Linked DNA regions of Mus musculus: regions 2 and 3 are each linked to region 1. The links are chromatin contacts, called in public HiChIP or PLAC-seq maps. All regions are on one chromosome and are shown on one strand. The core of a region is the stretch at or near the end of the contact, and the rest is flanking DNA. Distances in the headings are between cores, read along the strand shown. Region 1 holds the start of Pyroxd1 (pyridine nucleotide-disulphide oxidoreductase domain 1). Region 2 has its middle 51 kb from the start of Slco1a6. Region 3 has its middle 31 kb from the start of Slco1a6.

The links. HiChIP or PLAC-seq counts read pairs in DNA pulled down with a chosen protein or histone mark.
Region 2: an H3K27ac HiChIP or PLAC-seq map of neural progenitor cells shows a contact between it and region 1, with 13 times the contacts expected there. The contact joins the enhancer-like site here to the promoter of Pyroxd1 in region 1. A contact is called at or near these places in 2 of 115 datasets of contacts at active chromatin or transcription factors (neural progenitor cells and pancreatic cancer cells) and 1 of 9 other capture datasets (pancreatic islet).
Region 3: an H3K27ac HiChIP or PLAC-seq map of the NIH/3T3 cell line shows a contact between it and region 1, with 6 times the contacts expected there. The contact joins the enhancer-like site here to the promoter of Pyroxd1 in region 1. A contact is called at or near these places in 1 of 39 promoter capture datasets (the 3T3-L1 cell line), 1 of 15 datasets of contacts at CTCF or cohesin (the G1E-ER4 cell line), 15 of 484 Hi-C or Micro-C datasets (the AML12 cell line, the G1E-ER4 cell line, the NIH/3T3 cell line and 9 more), 2 of 115 datasets of contacts at active chromatin or transcription factors (the NIH/3T3 cell line and kidney) and 1 of 9 other capture datasets (pancreatic islet).

What each region holds. Positions count from the first base shown.
Region 1 is chr6:142,344,390-142,347,089 of GRCm38.p6, forward strand. Pyroxd1 (pyridine nucleotide-disulphide oxidoreductase domain 1) reads left to right here and starts at 1,308. Exons shown (of 12, transcript NM_183165.3): 1 at 1,308-1,418. The coding sequence starts at 1,344.
Region 2 is chr6:142,210,710-142,213,409 of GRCm38.p6, forward strand. No RefSeq gene overlaps it. Among named protein-coding and RNA genes, the nearest start is that of Slco1a6, 51 kb to the left of the region's middle. Within about 2 kb of position 1,277, at least 15 of the 459 cell types and tissues checked have an H3K27ac peak or open chromatin away from gene starts, as enhancers often do. A contact at or near this core is called in neural progenitor cells, where this site is marked.
Region 3 is chr6:142,190,921-142,193,620 of GRCm38.p6, forward strand. No RefSeq gene overlaps it. Among named protein-coding and RNA genes, the nearest start is that of Slco1a6, 31 kb to the left of the region's middle. Within about 2 kb of position 1,286, at least 21 of the 459 cell types and tissues checked have an H3K27ac peak or open chromatin away from gene starts, as enhancers often do. A contact at or near this core is called in the AML12 cell line, the NIH/3T3 cell line and pancreatic islet, where this site is marked.

The DNA of each region.
Region 1 (2,700 bases), core at 58-2,557:
TATTAGTTAATATTTCTATTTATGTTGATGAGTAACATGTCCAACAGAAGTTCTAACTATGATAAACAAATGAATCAGGTGTGTTTACATGTGGGTATTACAAATAGAACTATTTTACTGAGATCACCAACCACTGAAGTCACCAGAAATAGTAGCTGGGGTCGTGTCAAGGAGCTTACGACTTTGGTGTAGTTGGGATGAAGTAAAGCAGGGTAGGTTTAAACTCATAAGATGTTTTTGGGCTACATAGAGGCAACTCCTTTCTCCATTTTACAGTTATTAAAGTTATTGATGAGGAGCGGCAGCTTATTGAGGGAAAGGAGTTGCAAAAAGCTGACGTTGTGTGTGCTAAGAAAAGAAAGAAAGCAGCGGTGTCATTCAAAGCTGAGGAGCAAATGGTCTCCTGTAAAACGATGAAGCAGTGTATATCTATAATGAGATATAGAGTCCCTGTTACCCAGATTGGCCATCCTCAGAGTTTAAAGAATTAAAGAGGCATCAATAAATACCAGTGTTAGACAGAGACGATTAAAAAAGGCCTTAATATTAAAATCAAACCGCCAAGCGAGACAATCCACAAGGGCACAAAGATTAACAGCAAGGTAAGAGAGGATACTGCAGAGGAAAGAGGTGAAAACAACTCAGCCATTTCTGAACGCCATTCCTCAGGCAAATGAACACTAGGAAACTATAACTGTTAAGAAATGCTATGTTTTTGCACCTGTACATTTTTACTGAGCTCAGAATTGGAAGTTAGAGGCTAACTTCTTCAACTATTCAACAGTATTTGATTGTCATAAAGATGTCATAAAGAATGAGTTTTCAAAGGCCGGGCATGGTGGCGCACGCCTTTAATCCCAGGACTCGGGAGGCAGAGGCAGGCGGATTTCTGAGTTCGAGGCCAGCCTGGTCTACAAAGTGAGTTCCAGGACAGCCAGGGCTATACAGAGAAACCCTGTCTCGCAAAAAACAAAAACAAAAACAAAAAGAATGAGTTTTCACAATATCCCATTGCTATGTGAAGGGCAGCAATCGAGACTATTCCAGAGGATTCGAGTTCTTCCCCTACAGAATAAGAAGAGGCTCGCATGAAAGTCCCCTAAGGCAGGGGCAACCAGAGTTCAAGATGTGGGCGTGGTAACAGCCGGAAAGTCTGCCTCCAGATTTTCAAACGCAAAACACGTGGGAAATACTCATACGGACTAAGTGTGAGCTTCCGGGCACCCGTAGTCCAATGTCAATGGCCCGAGCGCCGGAAGTGATTTGTGGGCAGCGTCTCTTCCGGGTAGAAAATAGCTGGAACTTTCACCAGTGTTCAGTCTGCCGCCAGCCCCCGGGGAACTATGGAGGCCCCGCGACCGGCAGGGACATTCGTGGTGGTAGGAGGTGGCATCGCTGGCGTCACGTGTGCCGAGCAGGTTCGTGGGCGCGTGCTCCGCCCCTTCTGGACCCTGTTGTCGTGGTTACGGGAGATTGCGGCGGGCGGCACCGCTTCGCGGGTCGCTCTTCCGGCTTTTCCCCACGCCCACTCGGCGGCGCCGCTGGTGGGGAGGCTGCGCAGAGCCCCGTTGTAGCGTTTGGGGCCAGGAGTAGACAGTGCCTAATTAGCTAGGAATCCAAAATCGAACCAGACTCCGGGTGGAATAGTGTGCCAGTGGGCAGGAGACCTTGGCGTTTGGACAGAAAATTCTCCCACTTTTCAGATTTCCTTCACACATGAAATTTAGTTTCTTGATAAGTGCCACGACGTTAATAAATAATTTCAACGTTACCTTGAACTCCAAAGATAAAATTTCATGTCTAGCAGAAGTTTGGGGCAAAGGACTACAGATGAGGAAATTCTAATCATGATAAACAAATGAATCAGATGTGTTTACATGTGCGTATTACAGAAAAGAACTATTTTGTTGCGATCACCAACCGCTGAAGTCACCAGAAATAGTAGCAGGAAGTGTTTTTTGAGTTGTTAAACTTGGGTGGTGCAGCTCCTGTTTATCCATCAAAGAGTTCATATTCCAAGTCACGTCATCACTGTGTTACCTTAATCTTAGGAGTTACTGGTAGGAGTGAATTAAGGTAAGGGGTAATTAACTTCTCTTAATGTGTAAAGATTACCAAATAGAGAAGAAAAACATACTCCACAGTGTAGCCTTCATGGGAAGAAAGCATGACTTAAATTGCAAGCAGAGAAGCTGATAAGAGACAGAAGCAAGGAAGACTGCCAGAGTTCAGACCACATAGGTTGATACGACTTGCTGTGTTTAATGAAAGTCTGCAAATAGATGGTTTCGAGTTAGGGGTGAAAGCTTTGTAAATTTGATTAGCTACAGTGTGTGTGTTAAGGGCAAATGGTCGACAGCTGTGTGAAGCAGGAAGCTAACCTGTAGATAGTTCTCAGGAGTATTAAGTTTTGAGAACTTGATCCAACAAGAAATGTACAAGATAGATTACAGAATATGAAGAGGAAACAAAGGCAGAGAGTGGTCAGATATAGGACATTCAAATAGGTTGAGTCACAGGACTGTTGTATGGCCTGAGGGCGTGGGGTTGAGGGTGCTGAGCTTCGTGGGACATGAGCAGGGACATGGGACAGGCAGTGGAACAGAATCCAAGATGAGCAAACGACCACCCCCCTCCGGAGTGTAGGGAAAAGGTAGAAATCGTGAAACTGCTGCATGTTAAGTCTTTGTGTTTTGTTAA
Region 2 (2,700 bases), core at 27-2,526, 130 kb before region 1:
TGTCATGTGTAAGGCAGGCTTTGAGAGCTCCTAGCTCAAGCTCCCCAAACTGTAGAAGTGAACCTCCTCCTGCAGAACATTCTCCTTCTGACAACCTTCAGATCAAGACTTAGAACTCTCTACTCTTCCAGCACCATGTGTGCCTGTACACTGCCATGCTTCCCACCATGATGATAATAGACTGAACCTCTGAAACTGTATACCATCCTCAATTAAATGTTTTCCTTTATAAGAGTGACCTTGGTCATGGTTTCTCTTCAGAGCAATAAAACCCTAACTAAGACAAAAGTTAGTACCAGAGACTAAGAGAGTGCCATAGTAGGCCTGACTGTTTTTGACTAGAGAAATGAGGATTTTGGAACTTTGGATTTGGAAAGCAGTGGAATGTTTTAAGTGGGGCTTAATGGGCCACCCTAGTAAGAGCATGGAAAAGTGGTGCTGAGGGGACCTTGGTTCAAGAGGTTTCAGAGAAGAAGAAGTTTAGTATGAGGCCTAGAGACTGTTCTTGTGATATTTCGGTGAGGAATATGGCTGCCTTTTCCCCTCCTCTGAAGAGTCTACCTAAGGTTAATGTGAAGAGATTCAGATCAATTGTATTGACAAAGGAAGTCTCATATTTTCAAATCATCTAAGTTTAAACTCTGTCCTGTGCTTTACTCTTATAAGGAGCATTTTAATCAAGTGAAACAAGCTTAGAAAAAAAAATACAAAATGTATGTTCAAGTATTAAAGGAGCACCAGGAAGTGCAATGAAGCTAAATCCTGTGTTCATGAACACTAAATGGACTTAAAGAAGTGAAGACCTAGGGACAAGATCCCACCCAGTTAAGCTTACTGTGTATGTGTTTGCGATAGTTATATCATGATAGGTTTTATGATTTCCTGGTTATCAGTTTCATTTGTACTTTGGAAATGAACTACAATTCAGAAATAGAAGGCACACGTGTGATCCAGATCTTAAGGCTGGAAGACCAGGGTTTTTTATCTTAATATTGAGGCATAACTGCCATAAAAACCTGAGGGACGGGCATGGCGACACATGCCTTTAAACACAATAGACAGAAAAAAGCAGATCTCTGAGTTTAGGGCTAGCCTAATACTGAGCAATCCCCAAGTAGAGAAAAAGTTAGATCAAGGCATGGATGATCACACCTTTAATCCCAGCATTCAGAAGACAGAGGCATGCAGATCTTTGAGTTCAAGGTCAGTTTACAGAGTAAATTTCAGAACAGCCAAGCTTGGGCAGTGAAGGAGTTGATGATGTAATAGAACAAGGGAGCCTTGTTCCAGCAAGCAGCAGAACTTGGCAAATTCTGCCAAGTGGCTCTGGCTTTAGAGTCATGAGTAAAAGAATAAACCCTTTTCTTCCCAACTTGCTTCTTGGTCATGATGTTTTGTGTAGGAATAGAAACCCTGACTAAGACACATATGAAGTTGAGAATTGTTCCTTCAAGATCTGCAAATAATTGTGTTGAAATTTTGATGGGAATAGAATTGAATCCATAAATTGAGAGATCTTTCCATATTTAAAACAAACAAACAAACAACTTTTATTTATTTATTTGCTTATTTACTTATTTGTTTATTTACTTATTTATTTACACTCCATATTTTATTCCCCTCCCGGTCTATTCTCCAACTGTTCCACGTCCCATACTTCCTCCCCGCTCCCCTGTCTCCTCGAGGATGTCCCCACCCATCAACCCCCACCCCACCAGACATTTAAAGTCCTGGGGTTTCCTGAGGGTTAAGTGCATCTTCTCAGACTGAACCCAGACCCAGCAGTCCTTTGCTGTAAATGTGTTGGGGGCCTCATATCAGCTGGTATATGCTGCCTGGTTGGTGGTCCAGTGTTTGAGAGATCTCGGGAATCCAGGTTAATTGAGACTGCTAGTCCTTCTATAAAGTCGCCCTCCTCCTCAGCTTCTTCCAGCTTTTTCCTAATTGAACCACAGGGGTCAGAAGCTTCTGTTCATTGGTTGGGTTCAAATGTCTTCATCTGACTCTTACAGGTGCTTGTTGGGTCTTTTGGAAGACAGTCATAATAGGTCACTTTTTCTGTGTACTCCATAGCCTCAGTAATAGTGTCAGGCTTTGGGACCTCCCCTTAAGCTAGATCCCACTTTGGGCCTGTCACAATGATCTTGTCCTCAGGTTCCTCACCATTTCCATCCCTGCAGTTCTTTCAGATGGGAACAATTATGGGTCAGAGTTTTGACTGTGGGATGGCAACCCCATCCTTCACTTGATGCCCTGCCTTTCTGCTGGAGGTGGGCTCTATAAGATCCCTCTCCCCACAATATGGCATTTCATCAAAAGTCCCCCCTTTGAGTACTGAGAGTCCCTCACCTCCCAGATCTCTGCTATACTCTATTTTCCCCCAACCTCTGGAGATTACCTGTTTCCATTCTTTCTGCTGGTCCTCAGGGCTTCAGTCCTTTTCCCTCACCCAATACCAGATCAGTTTCCTCTCTTCTTCCCCCAACCCCATCAACTTTCCCTCTCAGGTCCCTCTCTCCCTCCCACCTTGTGATTGCTTTCTTCTCCCTCCCAATTGGGCCCTAAAGCTTGTTGACCTTTTTGAGTTCTGTGGATTGTATCTTGGGTATTCTCAACTTTTTTTTTCTAATATCCACTTATTAGTAAGTACATACCATGCATGTCCTTTTGGATCTGAGTTACCTCACTCAGGATAATTTT
Region 3 (2,700 bases), core at 36-2,535, 150 kb before region 1:
GGGAGTATTTTCTGGTTCTAAATAGGGCAAGGGGAAGGAGCGCTACCCAGTCTGCCCCAGTCTCCATGGTCAATTTTGTCAAGGGTTCTTTAAGGGTTCTATTTATTTTTTCTACCTGTCCTGTACTCTGAGATCTGTATACACAATGTAATTTTCATTCGACCTCTAAATACTTGGCCACGCCCCGACTTACCTAGGCAACAAAGGCAGGGCCATTATCTGATCCTATTGCTTTTGGCACTCCAAACCTTGGGAAAAAAATGTCTTCAATAATCTTCTTGACAACCATCTGAGTAGTCTCATTTTTACAGGAAAAAGCTTCTACCCATCTCGAGAATGTACCCACAAAAGCCAGAAGGTATTTATACCCATATTTTCCTCCGTAAATCTACCTGCCAGTAGACGCCAGGTAGGTCTCCCCGGTACCTCTTCCCTAGATCCACCGTGGTGGGGCAGACATTGACTTTTTGGCAGGGAACACACTTGTGTACCTCCTGCTCCACAAGGTGTTTTAACCCTGGTACATGGTACTTAGTCTGGTGGTGCTTCCTTACCCATAGATGAGTCCACCGGTGCATCTGTTTGATCATAGCCTCTGCTTTTCTTTGTGGCAGGATTTTCTTTCCCCCCGGAGGTGTGCCACAGTCTCATCTTTTTGTTGAACTGGTGATGTAATCTTTGGAAATGAGGGCTAAGTCTTCCCCTATGTAGGTAACCTGGGTCTCTGTTGCCAGGAGCACCAGCAGAGCCATGGCTGTAACCACTCATAACTCTCAGTATGTCGTGTTGTTCCCTTGCTATCACAGTATACCTCTTCCAGTGACTAGGACAGTGGATGATGTTTACCTTGGCAGGGTCATGGAGGCCCTTAGTAGAGCCAGTATTTGCTCTTTGTTTTTAATTTCTTTTCCTCTCAATGTCAATAGACTCCTCTGTTAATATATGGTCCCATGGACGTGAGCAGTGGCAAAAGCATACCTGCTATCTGTGTAGATGTTGAGTCTTTTTCCTTTTCTTAATTCTGAGGCCTTAGTGTGGGCATCAATTTTGCCTTTTGAGCCAACGTGTCCTCTGGTAGGGCCTGTGTTTAGGTAACTTGGTGTCTGTTTACCACAGTTGTTTCCTTCTGTGAACCAGGTAACATCAGTGCACTTTAGTGGCTGGCCTGTCAGATCTTCATGCCTCTCATGTGCCTCTGCAAGAACTTGCTGACAGTCTGGATCTGGGAGCAGGTTAGCTGAGTTCAGACTTGCTGGGGGGTAAAAGTGACTGTTGGAGTTGAGCAACAGATTCTGGTAATGTGTCATGAGAGCATTAGTCAGCCATCAATCAGGGGGCTGAACCATACTTTCTAAGGTGTGAGGCACTGAGATCACCAAGTTTTGTCCCAGAGTCAATTTATCTGCATCCTTGACTAGCAAGCCACAGCTGCCACCATGTGTAGGCAAGCAGGCCATCCTACAGCTACAGAGTCTAATTTCTTAGATAAGTATGCCACAGGTCTTTTCCAGGGCCCCAATCTCTGAGTAAGAACCCCTTTGTCAATATCTTTGTTCTCAGTAATGAACAGGTGGTAGGGCTTAGTGTCATTCGGAGGCCCAAAGCTGGAGCCAACATTAGGGCAGTCTCAATGGTGTCAAATGCTTGTTGTTCTTTATTTCCCAATGCAAAGGACTGTTTATCCCTTGTGAGGGGATAAGGCAGTGCTGCTAATTCAGCAAAACCTGGAATCCACAATCTATAAAAGACCTTAGTGCCCAGGAACTCTCTAACTTGACTTCAACTGGTCGGTGGGGGAATATGAAACACATTCTCTTTTCTAGCTTTAGAGGGCCACCATTGTCCCCTTCTTCTTTTCTTCTTCTTCTTCTTCTTCTTCTTCTTCTTCTTCTTCTTCTTCTTCTTCTTCTTCTTCTTCTTCTTCTTCATCATCTTCTCCTCCTCCTCCTCCTCCTTCTCCTTCTTCTTCCTCTTCTTCCTCTTCCTCTTCTTCTTTCTTCTTCTTTCTTCTTTCTTCTTCCTCCTCCTCCTCCTCCTTCTTCTTTACCCAGTATCCTTTCTCTTTACAGTAAACACAATGATCTTTATCCAAAGGCTCTCTTCTATTGTCAGGTACTATCTTACTAGATTCTTGCAGGTCTCTAGCTTCCCTGAATACTGTGGCCAGTATTTTATGCAAGTTTCTCTCATCTCATCCTTTTTTAATTCCCTGGCTTCCTGTTCCTTAAGTGCTAGCATTATCAGCATGTGCCACCTTCCCAGGCTCTAGTCTTTCTTATTTACCTCTCTTTGCACATGTCTTCCTGATTGTAATGAAGATCTCATATAATGTTCTCTCTCTCCATATATATATATGGAGAGAGAGAGAGAGAGAGAGAGAGAGAGAGAGAGAGAGAGAGAGAGTATACATACATACATACAACTTTTTGTTCCTCCGTTTTTTGTCTTTGCTTCTTTTGGATGTTATCCAATTGTCAAGTCCCCATCTCGTCACTCATCCTCTCCCATAGTTTGCCTCTGCCCTGGTTTATCCTTCTGTATTACTGCACATCTCTGAATCTGACTCTGGTCTCTGTCTTTGTCAGCCTGTCCCTGTTTCTCACCACTTGTGCTTTGTCTTTATGCCCATCTTGTTTCCTATTTCTATATAGCAACCCTTCCTTTTGCCTGTCTCTCCTATCTCAGACCTCTATCTAATCC